3 separate regions of the Macaca mulatta genome follow, and regions 2 and 3 are each linked to region 1. The links are chromatin contacts, called in public Hi-C maps. All regions are on one chromosome and are shown on one strand. The core of a region is the stretch at or near the end of the contact, and the rest is flanking DNA. Distances in the headings are between cores, read along the strand shown.

Evidence for each region. Hi-C and Micro-C count contacts between places; a contact is called where the count stands out from the background.
Region 2: a contact with region 1 is called in a Hi-C map of liver, with 2.4 times the contacts expected there. The contact joins the promoter of NDUFS5 here to the promoter of MYCBP in region 1. A contact is called at or near these places in 2 of 14 Hi-C or Micro-C datasets (fetal cortex germinal zone and liver).
Region 3: a contact with region 1 is called in a Hi-C map of cortical neurons, with 3 times the contacts expected there. The contact joins the promoter of AKIRIN1 here to the promoter of MYCBP in region 1. A contact is called at or near these places in 6 of 14 Hi-C or Micro-C datasets (CD4 T cells, blood, cortical neurons and 3 more).

The regions. Positions count from the first base shown.
Region 1 is chr1:201,934,475-201,939,176 of T2T-MMU8v2.0, reverse strand. It overlaps MYCBP (MYC binding protein), which reads right to left and starts at 2,140. Exons shown (of 5, transcript XM_001113156.5): 1 at 2,055-2,140; 2 at 1,782-1,854. The coding sequence starts at 2,138. It overlaps GJA9 (gap junction protein alpha 9), which reads right to left. Exons shown (of 1, transcript XM_001113253.5): 1 at 2,323-4,702. The coding sequence ends at 3,323. The region is part of intron 1 of LOC106997876 (a long non-coding RNA gene); the gene reads left to right.
Region 2 is chr1:201,770,415-201,775,116 of T2T-MMU8v2.0, reverse strand. NDUFS5 (NADH:ubiquinone oxidoreductase subunit S5) reads left to right here and starts at 2,761. Exons shown (of 3, transcript XM_028842583.2): 1 at 2,761-2,867.
Region 3 is chr1:201,806,662-201,811,363 of T2T-MMU8v2.0, reverse strand. AKIRIN1 (akirin 1) reads left to right here and starts at 2,401. Exons shown (of 5, transcript XM_015135822.3): 1 at 2,401-2,738. The coding sequence starts at 2,516.

The DNA of each region.
Region 1 (4,702 bases), core at 891-3,390:
TTCTGTGTAGTCAGTTACCTCCTACAACTGTCATTTTTCTGCCTTTTACCATTCAATCTTTCGCTTGCTCCATCCAACCACTCTGGCCTCCTTATACTTCCTGAAACTCTTGACAGATATTGTTTCTTTCAGGTTTCTGCTCAAAAGTACTTAAGAAAGGCCTTCCCCCCACCACCCTATATAAAATGACACACACATCCCACCTGTCACTTGTTTTTTTTTTTTGAGAAAGAGTGTCACTGTTGCCCAGGGGCACAATCACAACTCACTGGACCCTTGACCTCTTGGGTTCAAGTGATTCTCTCACCTCAGCCTCCAGAGTAGCTAAATTACAGGCACACACCATGCCCAGCAATTTTTTCTTTTAAGAGACGGGAGTTTTGCCATGTTGCCCAGACTGCTCTTGAACTCCTGGGCTCTAGCAGTCCACCCACCTCAGCCTCCCAAAGTGCTAAGACTACAGGCATGAGCCACGTGCCTGGCCTCACCTGTTACTCTTTATCCCTAACTTCTGCTGTATTTTTATCTGTAACACTTACCTCTAGCTGACACTAGGTATTTATGTATTTGTCTCCCTCAACTAGGACATAAGCTTATGAGAGCCGAGACTTTTATCCTCCTCTGCTTATCTCCAGTGTGCAGAACAGATGCCTGAGTAAAATGATTAAATGAAAGAAATGAACTTATGGAGTTTTTAGAGGGAATGACATTCAAAGCATCTGTGACACTTCCAGAGACAACATAGCACAGTACTTTCAGAGTAGTCCCTTAATACTTGCTGAAGTTTATTTGCAAAGAGGTAAACTATTATCTGAACCCCAAATAGGTAACAATTCAAAATTACTAGCCTGCTTTCTGCTAAGACCCAGGAGTTATGCTCCTAGAATTTTCCTCTAAACTTTGCTTCTGTCCAAAGAGCAGTTACCTACTTATTTCCCACACTTCCCAAACTTCCTAGTTTGACCCAAGTCCTGATCCCTGCCAACAATTCCATTCTACACCCTTGAAAATCCCAGTGAGTTAAGTGACATAGCAGGCATTTAAATTACTGTTAAGCTAATGAAGTAAACTGTACCCTACCCCTTGGAATCCTCCTGTTTCCGACACTTTACTCATCTACTTACTTAGATCTCGAAGCCACGAATGAAGAGATACAGCGTTAACAGTAAGTTTTCATTTTAAAAAGTGAAAACAATGTAACCATTTTGATATGCCCTCGAGCTCTTTAAACTGTAATTCTACTTTAACTATGAAATATACACAAAATAAAAATTGACACAGACTAAGGAATGGGGGCTGAAAAGCCACAGCCAAATTGGCCATGCATCTCCTACTTCGGGGATTAGGCTCACTCAACTATTTCATAGCCCACTTTGAAATTCGGTCATTTTTCCAGTTGCTCTTTGTTGGAGGGAAACTGTTTCTTAACAAGATTCTGAGGACTCCACAAAAACCGTAAGGTGGGAGGAATTGGGATCTGAAGGTCTTTGGCAAACATGTCCACTGCGGCTGCTCGAGGCAAAGCAACGGAAGTTGAAGAGACTTTGCAACAGCTGCAAGAGTTTCACTCCCAGTGCAGAGAAGGGTAGCGTAGCTAGGCTACCTCACCCGGGCGGCCTCCAGCAGCCAGGTCCCTACCGAACCCCGAGGCCCACCTCGCTGGACCCCGGACGGGCCCCATCTGTTTCCCCTCCTTCCCCACGCTACGGCCCGCTGGGGAAAGGGGCAGCGCCGGGGAGCACGACGAGGGCACGAGGTACCCTCTCCTAGCCCAGGCTCACCCTTGGTCAGCGTGTCCAGCACCCCCGACTTCTCCAAATACCTCCGGAACTGCTCACGCTTCGAGTCGGCGGCCTGAAGAGACACCGGGGGTCAGTGGCCAGAGCCCGGGAGCCGAGCAGGAAGAAGGTGCTAGGAGTCTGGCAACCCCGCCTCCGCCTCGCTACCTCGGGGCCCTCCCGCCCAAACCTGCGCGCGCGACCCCACTCCCACCCAGAGCCGACCAACGGCTTGCTACCGCCCGCATGCCCCCAGCCACGCCGCGCCCCCCTCACTTTGTAATGGGCCATAGTGACAGCGGCAGCGGCGTAGCTGGCGCCGGAGACCGCGACTGGCGGGTTGGGAGCAGAACTGCTCATGCGCGGAAGGGGGCGCGCGGCTGCGCACTTGCGAACCACGGGCAGGGATCGCCGGGGTGTGGCCTGTTTTCATGGCGACCAGGACGCTCTGCATCCCCCGTTGCAGGCTGAGCCGAGGGAGGCTGCGTATGCCCGCCCCTCTGGCTGTTGGAGCCGCACCTCTTCCTCTTCCGGTCCCCGTAGCGATTCGTTTTCTTTGCAAGAGGTGAGATTTTGGTAACTCTGTACTGGCGTCCGGAGGCAGGGCCCGGGAGCACTGGGACTATTGCGAGAGGAAGGATCGCCGCACGGTGGTAGCGAGCTCATTTTTCTCATCTGGGACCTCGGAAACTGTGGTGACCCATAGGTGCTGGACTTTTTGGCTCTCTTCCTGAGAAAGTGCTCACGACTTTGCAGTAGCTGAGGAGGGTGTTTAGAATCATGTATTTTGGTTCCAGCTTTTATCTTTGGAGTCTCCTTGAGTCGTGGCTGACTTGATGTGGGCTTCTGGAGAATGAGCAGTAACGAGCTTGCAATAGCTTTTGAGCGCTGTGCGCCAGGCACTGTAGAAAACACGGGTATTTTAAATTTTAATCCTCACAACACCCCTGTAGGGTGCGTACTGTTAATTAAGTGGAGAGGTTAGATGTCCAGTGAGTAGAGCCGAGTCCAATCCGGGCAATGAATCACGATGCTATGAACTGGTGAAAGAAAGCCACGGATCTTTTTAAGATTTTATTTACTAGGTAGCAACATGTGATTATACTCGAGACATATCAGGATGCAGTCTAGAAGGAAACTACGTGATTGTGTTTCAGGGGCAAACAAAATTAACCCAGTGTCCAAGGTGGAATTATGTAGATGAAGAACCGTGTCCTAAGGCTGTGGTCTCTTCAAAGAGAAAACCTGATCAAACCATTTAGCCCCAGTTCTGAACATGTGATATTCCCAAAATCAGTTACACACATTCGAAAGAATATCATTAAAAAAAAAAAAAAAATCCTGATTTGACAACCTTATGTCTTTGGATTTAGAAGTGTTCTTTCACAATCTAGAATTAGAGCTGTTTTTCCCTTGCTGAAATGAGTTTGCCGTCTGTCTTAACAGCTGGTCTTTAGAGCTGCCCATATCTATTTTGTCCGTGCCCCACCACCACTAGGCTACTTCTCTGATAATATATACAATGTCTAAAAGCCAACCAATGTTTAGATCTGAAGATCTGTGGGAACCCGCCTACCAATGAGATTGTTCGTTAGGGACACTACGTGATTTGGAGGACACACAGGATTATTACAGGTTCTGACCAACCCTAGCTCAAAGGACAGCCCTCCCAAAGAATCAGCTGTGTTTGGAATGTCAAGTGATTGAGACTTTCCTTGTGAAGGAGGAAGGGTTCTGACTATGCCCTTTCTGAACTGGCCTTTGAGGTTACCTTTAGGAGGTGACCCCCGGTTTTCATGTTCTGTAGAGGAACCCCATGTAGCTCTAAGCCACCGCGGTTTCCAATCGCAGTTAGCTGGCAAGGAGAAAGCTGTTTGGGGTGACTGCCTCATGTTGTTCTCTCCATCTATAGCAACACCTGGAATAGAACGGTGACCTCTAGAGTAGTAGTTCCTTTTGCGGTCTTTGCCTTCAGTTTCTCTTTTTTCCCTTAACTGGTTACCATTAACTTCTTTTCCAAATATTTTATGAGTGTCTTTGTTATTATTTGAACCGATGTGTTGAAAATGAGTACAGCTAGTACTAAGTGTGGAAATCTCGTTAGAAAGTACAGTTTCCTGTTCATTCAAAATGCATTTCTCATCATTTACACTGTGATTGTCAGGATTTGGCTGGAATACAGAAGATGAATTTAAACTAGGGTACACCGCAGTGTGTGTTTGCTTTTCCACTAACAGATTATAATCAGGGGCAGAAGGGAGTCGCTTCAGTGAATTTGCAGATGTGCTCTGATATTTGGCTACGTTTTGTTTTGCCTCGTTTGCATGGAATTCATTATGTTCCTTCTTCAACTTGTATTTTCCCCAAATCCCTCTTTTAATCTTTTTAAAACCTAGGTGGAAAATTTCTAGAATGTTTAAGAAAAGTGAAATAGTGGCTATAGATTGCATAAATAATAGGAATATTGTCTTTTCTGTTGGTCTTGAGACAAAACAGTCGATTATATTTGGACACGGGTGACCATGACACTTAAATAGAGGCTCTAAGTGAAATCCATATAAAAGGTACTGTCCAATCATGAATCCAACTTCAACCACAGAGCGAGTGAAAATGTGTATCACATAAGTGCAAAGCAAGGTTCCTCTGAGTGGAGCTTTATTTAGTTTCCTTTTCTCCAGCTGACAAAGCTCTTGCTCCAATCTCCTCCGATCCCTAGGCATTTCAAACTCTACCCCCTCCAGTTCTACTCTTAACTGAGCTTTCATCCTTTGCCTCTCTTCCTCTAGAACTCTCAGTCGGTACAATGCATGGCCCATGTAGACCAGGGATGGTGAAGACACAAATATCACCTGCAGAACCCAGTATCTAATGAGGGAGATAGGAAAGGCCTGGTCGTAGCATACATTTCTGCAGCCTGGTTGTTC
Region 2 (4,702 bases), core at 1,512-4,011, 160 kb after region 1:
GCGCCTGCCACCTCGCCCGGCTAGTTTTTTGTATTTTTAGTAGAGACGGGGTTTCACCATGTTAGCCAGGATGGTCTCGATCTCCCGACCTTGTGATCCGCCCGTCTTGGCCTCCCAAAGTGCTGGGATTACAGGCTTGAGCCACCGCGCCCGGCCTTTTTTTTTTTTTTTTTTGAGACAGAGTTTCAGTCTTCTTGCCCAGGCTGGAGTGCAATGGTGCGATCTCGGTTCACTGCAACCTCTGCCTTTTGGGTTCAAGCGATGCTCCTGCCTCAGCCTCCTAAGTAGCTTGGATTACAGGTGCCTGCCACCATGCCTGGCTAATTTTTTTGTATTTTTAGTAGAGACAGGGTATCACCATATTGGCCAGGCTTGTCTTGAACTCCTGAACTCAGGTGATCTGCCTGCCTCAACCTCCCAAAATGCTGGGATTACAGGCATTAGCCACTGTACCTGGCCCTTGTTTTCTAATCTTAAAAAACTCTTTCAAGGGCACCCCATTTTTTCTTAGGTTAATAATGTATAAAAGAGGCTGTCTCATACTTACAAGCAGCCTGCCCTCAACTCTCTCTCAGGGTGTTAAAAGAAAATGTATAAAAGAGCCAGGCATGGTGGCTCATGCCTGTAATCTCAGCACATTGGGAGGCCCAGGCAGGATGATCAGTTGAGCCCAGGAGGTGGAGACCAGCCTGGGAAACATAGAGAGATCCTCATCTCAACAAAAAAAATTTTTTAAAGAATTATCTTGGCTGGGCGCAGTGGCTCACGCCTGTAATCCCAGCACTTTGGGAGGCCAAGGCGGGCAGATCATGAGGTCAAGAGATTGAGACCATCCTGGCCAATATGGTGAAACCTCGTCTCTACTAAAAAAAATACAAAAATTAGCTGGGCATGGTGGCCCACACCTATAGTCCCAGCTATTCAGGAAGCTGAGGCAGGAGAATCACTTGAACCTGGGAGGTGGAGGTTGCAGTGAGCTAAGATTGCACCACTGCACTCCAGCCTGGTGACAGAGCGAAACTCTGTCTCAAAAAAAATAATAATAATAATAATAATTAGCTGGGCACAGTGGTATGTCTGTAGTCCCAGCTACTTGGGAGGCTGAGGCAGGAAGACTGCTTGAGCCCTGGAGTTTGAGGCTGCAGTGAGCTATGATAGCACTACTGCACTCCAGCCTGGGTGATGGAGTGAAACCTTATCTCAAATAAGATGATGATAATAATAATAAAGACTGCCAGGCGCGTGGTGGCGTGCACATGTGGTCCCAGCTATTTGGGAGGCCGAGGTGGGAGGACCACCAGAGCTCAGGGAGGTTGAGGCTGCAGTAAACTGTGATTGTACCACTGCACTCCAGCGGGGCAATGGGAGTGAGACCCTGTCTCAACAATAATAATTATATATACACATATATGTTCTAGTATTTTTCTCCCATACCTCCAATGTATAATATCTCATGCACCCTGTGGTCCACCCCCCAAAGACATATACACAGCACTTTAGAGTCTCTGATGTAGTCAAAGGGAGTCATTGGAGGTTCTGGAACAGATGACAGGCATGGGAGCAGTTGATTCACAAACTGAAAGCTGAGACATCAAAGAACTGCGACTGACTTGGAATGTTTCCCGTGTGCTAGCCACCGCCTCAGTGCTTTATACATAAATCAGTTAATCCCTATAGCAGCCCTCCATTGTGAGTACCATAATTATCTTAACAGATGAGGAGACTGAGGCACAGTGAAGTTAAAGTCACATGAAGTTGGTGGTGGGGGTCTACTTTTTTTTTTTTTTTTTTTTGAGACGGAGTCTAGCTCTGTCCCCAGGCTGGAGTGCAGTGGCGCGATCTCGGCTCAGTGCAATCTCTGCCTCCCGGGTTCAAGTGATTCTCCTGCTTCAGCCTCCCAGTAGCTGGGATTACAGGCACTTGCTGCCACGCCCAGCTAAGTTTTGTATTTTTAGTGGAGACAGAGTTTCACCATATTGGCCAGGATGGTCTTGATCTCCGGAACTCGAGGTCCACCTCGGCCTCTCAAAGTGCTGGGATTACAGGCCTAAGCCACTGCGACCGGCTGGGGGGCCTACATTTGACCCACATGGTGGTTTGGGTTCATAGTCCATGTGCTTAACCACTAGTAGGCAGGCAGGGAGCCAGTGTTCTTTCTCTCCTGTGACTTTGGTGAAGTCTCTCACCAGTCAGTGTTGGCATGAGCATGCTAGGCACAGTGCAAGAAAGGAGCAAGAACTCACTAATGACTAGGACTTTCCTGTGTCTCTATAATTGATGGGTTTGGTTTCTTTTCTTTCTCTCTCTCCCTCCTCTCTCTCTTCTTCTTCCTCTCTCTCTCGCTCTCGCTGTCTCCCCCTGAGATAAGGTCTTGTTGTGCTGCCAGGACTGGAATGCAATGGAATGGTGTGATCATGGCTCACTACAGCCGTGATCTCCTGGGCTCAAGGGATCCTCCCACGTCAGCCTCCTGAGTAGCTGGAACCACAGGCATGCACCACCATGCCCGGTAATTTTTTATTTTTTGTAGAGAGTTTCGCCATGTTGCCCAGGCTGGTCTCGAACTCCTGGGCTGAAGCGATCTTCCTGCCTCAGCCTTCCAAGGTGCTGGGATTGCAGACGTCAGCCACCATACCAGGCTAAGGGGCTTGGTTTCTATGGTTTTCGGGAGAGACTGCTGAGGGAAGGTCAGCTTCCGGCGTCGCGCTGCAAACGTCGCGCTGAGGTCATCCTTTACGGCAGGCGTCCGCGTCGCAAGCTAGTCGTCCTGAAGCGGCGGCCAGAGAAGAGACAAGGGTACGAGCATCGGATCGGTAGGGGCTGTTTATGTCCGCGCGTCAGTTTAGGTCAAGGACCTTCCTTCCGAGGTCTCTTTAACAGATTTCCTCTTGACTTGCTGTGTGTCCCCTCTCCCAGACCCGAACTCAGGGCGTGTTCCCTGCCCTCCCAGGCCGCTTCACCTCCACAGCTAATGGCACCGAAGCCTGGAGATTGCCGCTCTCTCCACTTTCTAGATTTGTTTAGGTTTTTGCCGGACTAATGTTTTGGTTTTCTGTTTCTTAACCTAAAGTCTACGATCCTTATCCCAGCTTTCTAGGCTCTGCGTGATTTCGGCCCCGTCAACCTCCTGAGCTCATTTCATTCTTTTTCCCGTCATGCACGCTGCGCTCCATTGTCCCCCAAACATACCCAGCGCCTCCGGCTGTCTGTAACTCGGGCTGTTGCCCAACTGGAACACTCTGCCCATTGATCTTCACTTGGCTAACTCGCAAGCCATCTTAAAGGCATTTTCAAGTCTCCGGGCAGAGTTGGTGCTTCGTCCTTCGAGCTCTTACCCACTCGTGTTCCTTGCAGTGTATTCCCAGTTCCGAGTGTGTGTGTCTCTGGTGCTTACGTTGGAGCTGCTTTCCCCCGCATCTGAGTGCCTGGAACGTAACTACTCAGTAAATGATGACTGAGGGATGGGAAGGAACTTTAGAAGTTAAATTCACCTTTTTGTTGAGATGGAGTTTCGCTCTTATTGCCCAGGCTGGAGTGCAATGGCGCAATCTCGGTTCATCGCAACTTCCGCCTCCCGGATTCAAGCGATTCTCCTGCCTCAGCCTCCCTAGTAGCTGGGATTACAGGCATGCGCCCCCACGCCTGGCTAATTTTGTATTGTTTTTTAGTAGAGACGGGGTTTCGCCATGTTGGTCAGGCTGGTCTTGAACTCTCAACCTCAGGTGATCCGCCCGCCTCGGCCTCCCAGAGTGCTGAGATTACAGGTGTGAGCCACTGCGCCCGGCTAAATTCACCTTTACATCTACCATGAGTACACATTTATATTGGTATTTGTGAGTCTGCGCACGCACTTCGTTTCAGTCAACTTAGGCAGTGAGGCTTTTTTTTTTTGGAATACTGTTTTTTTTTTACATTTAACATTATTATGTATTTGCATATAAATTTTTTTTTTCCCTAATATCTGTTATATTCTACAAAGTAAGTCTTAACCCATTTCTTTCACTCTGGGTTTTTTTTGGTTTTGTTTTGTTTTTGAGACAGGATCTCGCTTTGTTGCCCAGGATGGAGTGCAGTGTCCAGGTCATAGCTCACTGAAGCCTTGAACTCCTGGCCTCAATCTCCTGCCTCAGCCTTAGGAGTAGCTGGGACTACAGGTGCATACCACCACAAGTGCCTTTTTAATTAATTAATTAATTGATTTATTTTTTTGAGGCAGAGAATCTGACCAAAGGATCCAAATTCTTTTTTTCTTCTTTTTTTTTTTTTTTTTTTTTTTGATACAGAGAACCTGACCAAAGAATCCAAATTCTTTTTTTTTTTTTTTTTTTTGAGACGGAGTCTTACTCTGTCACTCAGGCTGGAGTACAATGGTGCGATCTTGGCTTGCTCTGTCTCCCGGGTTCAAGCAGTTCTCCTGTCTCAGCCTCCCGAATAGTTGGGATTACAGGCATGTGACAACACGCCTGGCTAATTTTTTTGTATTTTTAGTAGAGATGGGGTTTCACCATATTGGCCAGGCTGGTCTTGAACTCCTGACCTCAGGTGATTCACCCACCTTGGCCTCCTAGAGTGCTGGGATTATAGGCGTGAGCCACCGCGCCTGGCCCACAAGTGGCTAATTAAAAAAAATTTTTTTAGGCCCGGCGCAGTGGCTCACACCTGTAATCCCAGCACTTTGGGAGGCCAAGTCGGGCTGATCACC
Region 3 (4,702 bases), core at 1,152-3,651, 130 kb after region 1:
TGGAGTGCAGTGGCCGGATCTCAGCTCACTGCAAGCTCCGCCTCCTGGGTTTACGCCATTCTCCTGCCTCAGCCTCCCGACTAGCTGGGACTACAGGCGCCCGCCACCTCGCCCAGCTAGTTTTTTCTATTTTTTAGTAGAGACGGGGTTTCACCGTGTTAGCCAGGATGGTCTCGATCTCCTGACCTCGTGATCCGCACGTCTCGGCCTCCCAAAGTGCTGGGATTACAGGCTTGAGCAACCGCGCCCGGCCACTAGGTTGCTTTTTATGTCCTTGGCTTTCATTAGACATAACAAAAAGTATCCATGTCAATTTTGCTTTAGCATTTGTTGTTAAAATCTTCTTGATTGCTTTATTAAATCATTAACTGTTTCCTAATAAAATCACATGAGAAACTACCTTTAGAATTTGGTTATACAGGAAAAAAAAAATCTGTGATATCTCCTATGATTAATTCATTCCTTTCAGATAGCAAAATAAATTCAACATGTACTGTGTTTTCATTTTTACCCTAGCATCCAGGAAACTCAGAACTACATTCTTCCTTCCTTCCTCCCTCCCTCCCTCCCTTCCTCTCTCTCTCTCCTTCCCTCCCTCTCTTTCTCTCTCTTTCTCTCCCTCCCTCTCTCTCTTTCTTTCTTTTTCTTTTTTGAGACAGGGTCTCACTCTGTCTCCCAGGCTGGAGCGCAGTGGCACAATCTCAAGGTGGCGAGTCCAAGCAATTCTCCCACCTCAAACTCCCCAGTGGCTGAGATTAAAAGTGTGCACCACTACGCCTGCCTGGTTTTTGTATTTTTAGTAGAGACAGAGACAGGGTTTTACCATGTTGTCCAGACTGGTCTCGAACTCCTATCTTCAAGTGATCCACCCGCGTCAGCCTCCAAAGTGCTGAGATTACAGGCGTGAGCCACCGCACCCAGCCAAGAACTACATTTCAAATTCAGTTACAGTCTTGTTTAAAACTATGATGATTGTGATCTCCTTTTTCTCTGGCCCTAATATTCTATTTCTAGTTTTCTAGCCTATTGTAAAGTCCCTTTATGCTCTTTTGGACAAGAGAGGAGATAAAATTAACATTTGGTATGCTGATTTTAGAATTATTTCTGCAGTTTTACAAAGATAAATGCAAAAATACATGTCCTATGTTATGATATTTAAAGAATGTGTAGAGGTTACTCCGGGCACATTGCCTATGGGGTAGCCCTGTTCACAAGGAGCAGGGGGAAAAAAAAAAAAAAAAAGAATTTGTAGTAACTGAAGATGATCCAGAGGAAAGCAATGGAAAAAGAACAATGAATGGGGACTGGGAGAGTATGCCCATATTCTCCAACTCAAATATTGTGGCACATTGATGTAGCATATGGGCTAATAGAAGTGAATATCTGAAATTCGGACTGTCCTGAAAAATCCTGGAGATATGTTGAAGACAGATCCCAGGAGTCATCGTCATTATTCAGTATATACAAGAAGTTACAGAAAGGCTTCATCCTTTCTTTGGATCACAGATTCCTTTGATGATCTGTTGAAAACATCGGAACTGCTCCCCAGAAAAATACAGAAGCGTAGAGTTTCAGAAAGCAGAACCCTCCTGTTATCTATTTATTTTTCCAGAATATCAAAAGCACTTTACAGTTGGTATTGCTGTAAAGAATTCAGAAAGACGAGGAAGAACCTGAGCTGCCAAGTCAGATGGGAAGAATGGCAAATCAGCTACTAGCTGAAGTTCTTAACACTCTGAAGCCATTCTAACACGGTTTAAGCCAGTGGGTGCTTTTTGTGTATTCTCAACTTTTTAAAGTAACATATCCCTTCGGTGAGGTGCTTAAGGTATGGGTCAGCTATCTCAAAAATACTCCCACAAACATCCCCACCCTCGCTCCCACCCCACAAATCTGCAAATAATTTCATGGGGTTCATGGACTTGCTAAAGCCCATCCTCCAATAATCGTTTCTGTTTAAGTGCAGACTTCCCAGGACTCAGCGGAATGCCCTTGATGACCTTTAACAATCACCCTTTTATCATGGGGACGAGAGCGGCCTAGAACGTTGTTTTTGGAGTCACCAGACCCCCACGGCCCCTCACCAGACCCCTTCAAGTTCTCCCCTCCCCCACGCCCGCGCAGCGCAGGTGCGAAAACCTTAGGGGCCACCCGGGCGCTACAGCCCCAAAGCGTGGGGGGGATGGGACCCTGGGAGGGGCGGGGGTGGGGGTGGGGGCCTTCCCGGTGTTGCTTGGTGACCACGCTCTCCGCCCAGACCGTTCCATTTCTTCAACAGGGGGTGCCCCGGGCCGGGCCGGCGCTGACCAGCCTCGCAGAGCCACCCTCTTCCGGCCTGCCCCCCTCTGTCGGGCGATGGCGTGCGCCCGTGACGTCACAGAAGGCGGGGCCAGCGCCGCTGCCGGGTGCTGGAGGCGCCATTGGAGCCGGCTTGGCTGGCGAGCCCCGCTGAGGAGCCGGAGCTTGGGCTGCAGTTACCGCCGCGTCCGCTCCCGGTTCCTGGCCCCTCAGCAGCATGGCGTGCGGGGCGACGCTGAAGCGGCCCATGGAGTTCGAGGCGGCGCTGCTGAGTCCCGGCTCCCCGAAGCGGCGGCGCTGCGCCCCTCTGCCCGGCCCCACTCCGGGCCTCAGGCCCCCGGACGCCGAGCCGCCGCCGCCGCCGTTTCAGACGCAGACCCCACCGCAGAGTCTGCAGCAGCCCGCCCCGCCCGGCAGCGAGCGGCGCCTTCCAACTCCGGGTAACCTGCGCTGCTGCGGGCTTGGCAGGAAGCCAGGCCCAGGCATTTTTTTGGGGGCGTTGGGGGAGGGTTGGGAATACCAGGCCAGTTTACCCAGGGACCCCTTCTTTGCCTTGAGAAAAGGGAACTGGGATGCCGCTGGGTCTGGTTGCTTCCGGGGATGGGAGGCATCTGGGAGGGGTTGTGGGGCCACAGGGTCGGTTTTCGGTTTTCCTGGAGCAGGAGAGCCTGGAGGGGTGGACACCAAAGAGGAAGATGGGAATACCTCTGGCCGCTCAGGGCCCTCCTTGTCGCTGAAGCCCCTCCTGCCTCCGCTGGCCGGGTCTACACCGAGCCATCCTGCAGATCCAGTGGGCCATGGAGAATTGGATTCTGCTCACGAACCTGGCCTGGAGGGCGGGGGTGGGTTGGGGGCGGGTTACCGGGAAGGGGCGCGAGTGCGTGCTGTTTAGCGCTGTACTGTGTAGCTTGTAGGGAGACATGATTTCCAGAAGTCTTTAGGGACTCAGAGGCCGCCGGAAGAGTCACGGAATCCAATTTCAACCTGATCATTTCTAAGGGACTGGCCACGTTCTTTTATTATGTGGCTATTGCCTTGCACCATATATGGCTTGAAATCGGTAGATCATTAGCTAGAATTTGAGAATCCTACGACGTACGGAGGTTCTACAGAACCAAGAATGTAACTGTCCTTAACAGGGACTCTCCAGTAATGCATTCCACTTTGTCCAAGGAAAAGGAAGGACTGGCATTACAGTAGACACCTCATAGCGCAGGAGTAGAGGGGAGGGTGCTTCAGCATTAATATTCTGCGATTTTAAAGGACTTCCGGAAATGAGGGGGACGTCTCAATAATGGATTAGGGCAAGTCGTTTCTTTGTGTCTTCTTCTATTCCTCAAGCTTAAGCAAAACCTTAGGCTCACCCTAAAATCATCCTTTCTTCACCCCTTTTCAGTAGCAGTGCCTTCAGGTTTCATTTCCTCCTTCCTCTGCATATCGATCCGCAATGCAAATTGCAGGCCTTCTGCCTCACACCAAGATTCCTACACCCCGCTAAAGCTCTCCCAGACTTCATATCCTTAACTCGAGTTCACTTTTTTATTCTAGAATTCCAAGTACTTATGCACTGTGACCATATCTTACCTAGTCAGTCTCTTACGCATTTTTTTTCAAACTGTGCCTCTGCTCTTTCCTCCAGACCCACCGCTCTGTGCCCTTATCATGTTTTTCCCTTCTGTTTGCTAATCCCAAAAGAGTAATTACTTCGTCTCTTATCCATTACCTGATTAACCTGCCCATAAAAACGCTGTTCTACTTTAAATTCCCTGGCCATTCATTGTTGTATAACCTTATGTACAGAATGAGATAATGTTTGCAAAAGTCCATTTTAAAGAACCCTCAAAGACAGGCGCCACAGATGGCCACTTGCAGGGATGTTTTGTTCTTCCTTGGCTCCCGCAGATACCTAAAGATAGTCCATAATCTTTTTGGGTCTCACTTCTGCAAATTGGAGTTAATATTTGCCCTATCTTTTGTTGAAGAACCCTCAAGATAGTTGCAGAAAATATTTTGAAAAGTATAAAGTGATGGGTTTAATGTAAATGTTTTATTTTTTCAATACTACCCTCTAGACTAATTCGGTTGTAGTTCACATTACAGTAGCTGCTTTGTAAGTGATTTTTGGGCCAGGCGAGGTGGCTTACGCCTGTAATCCCAGCACTTTGGGAGGCCATGGCGGGTGGATCACAAGATCAAGAGACCGAGACCATCCTGGCCAACATGGTGAAACCCCGTTTCTACTAAAAATAGCCGGTCGTGGTGGCTGGCGCCATCCCAGCTACGCAGGAGGCAAGAGATCACTCAAACTCGGGAGGCGGAGGTTGCATTGAGCCAAGCTCGTGCCACTGCACTCCAGCCTGGCGACAGAGCGAGACTCCATCTTAAAAAAAGTGGTTTTTGTTGT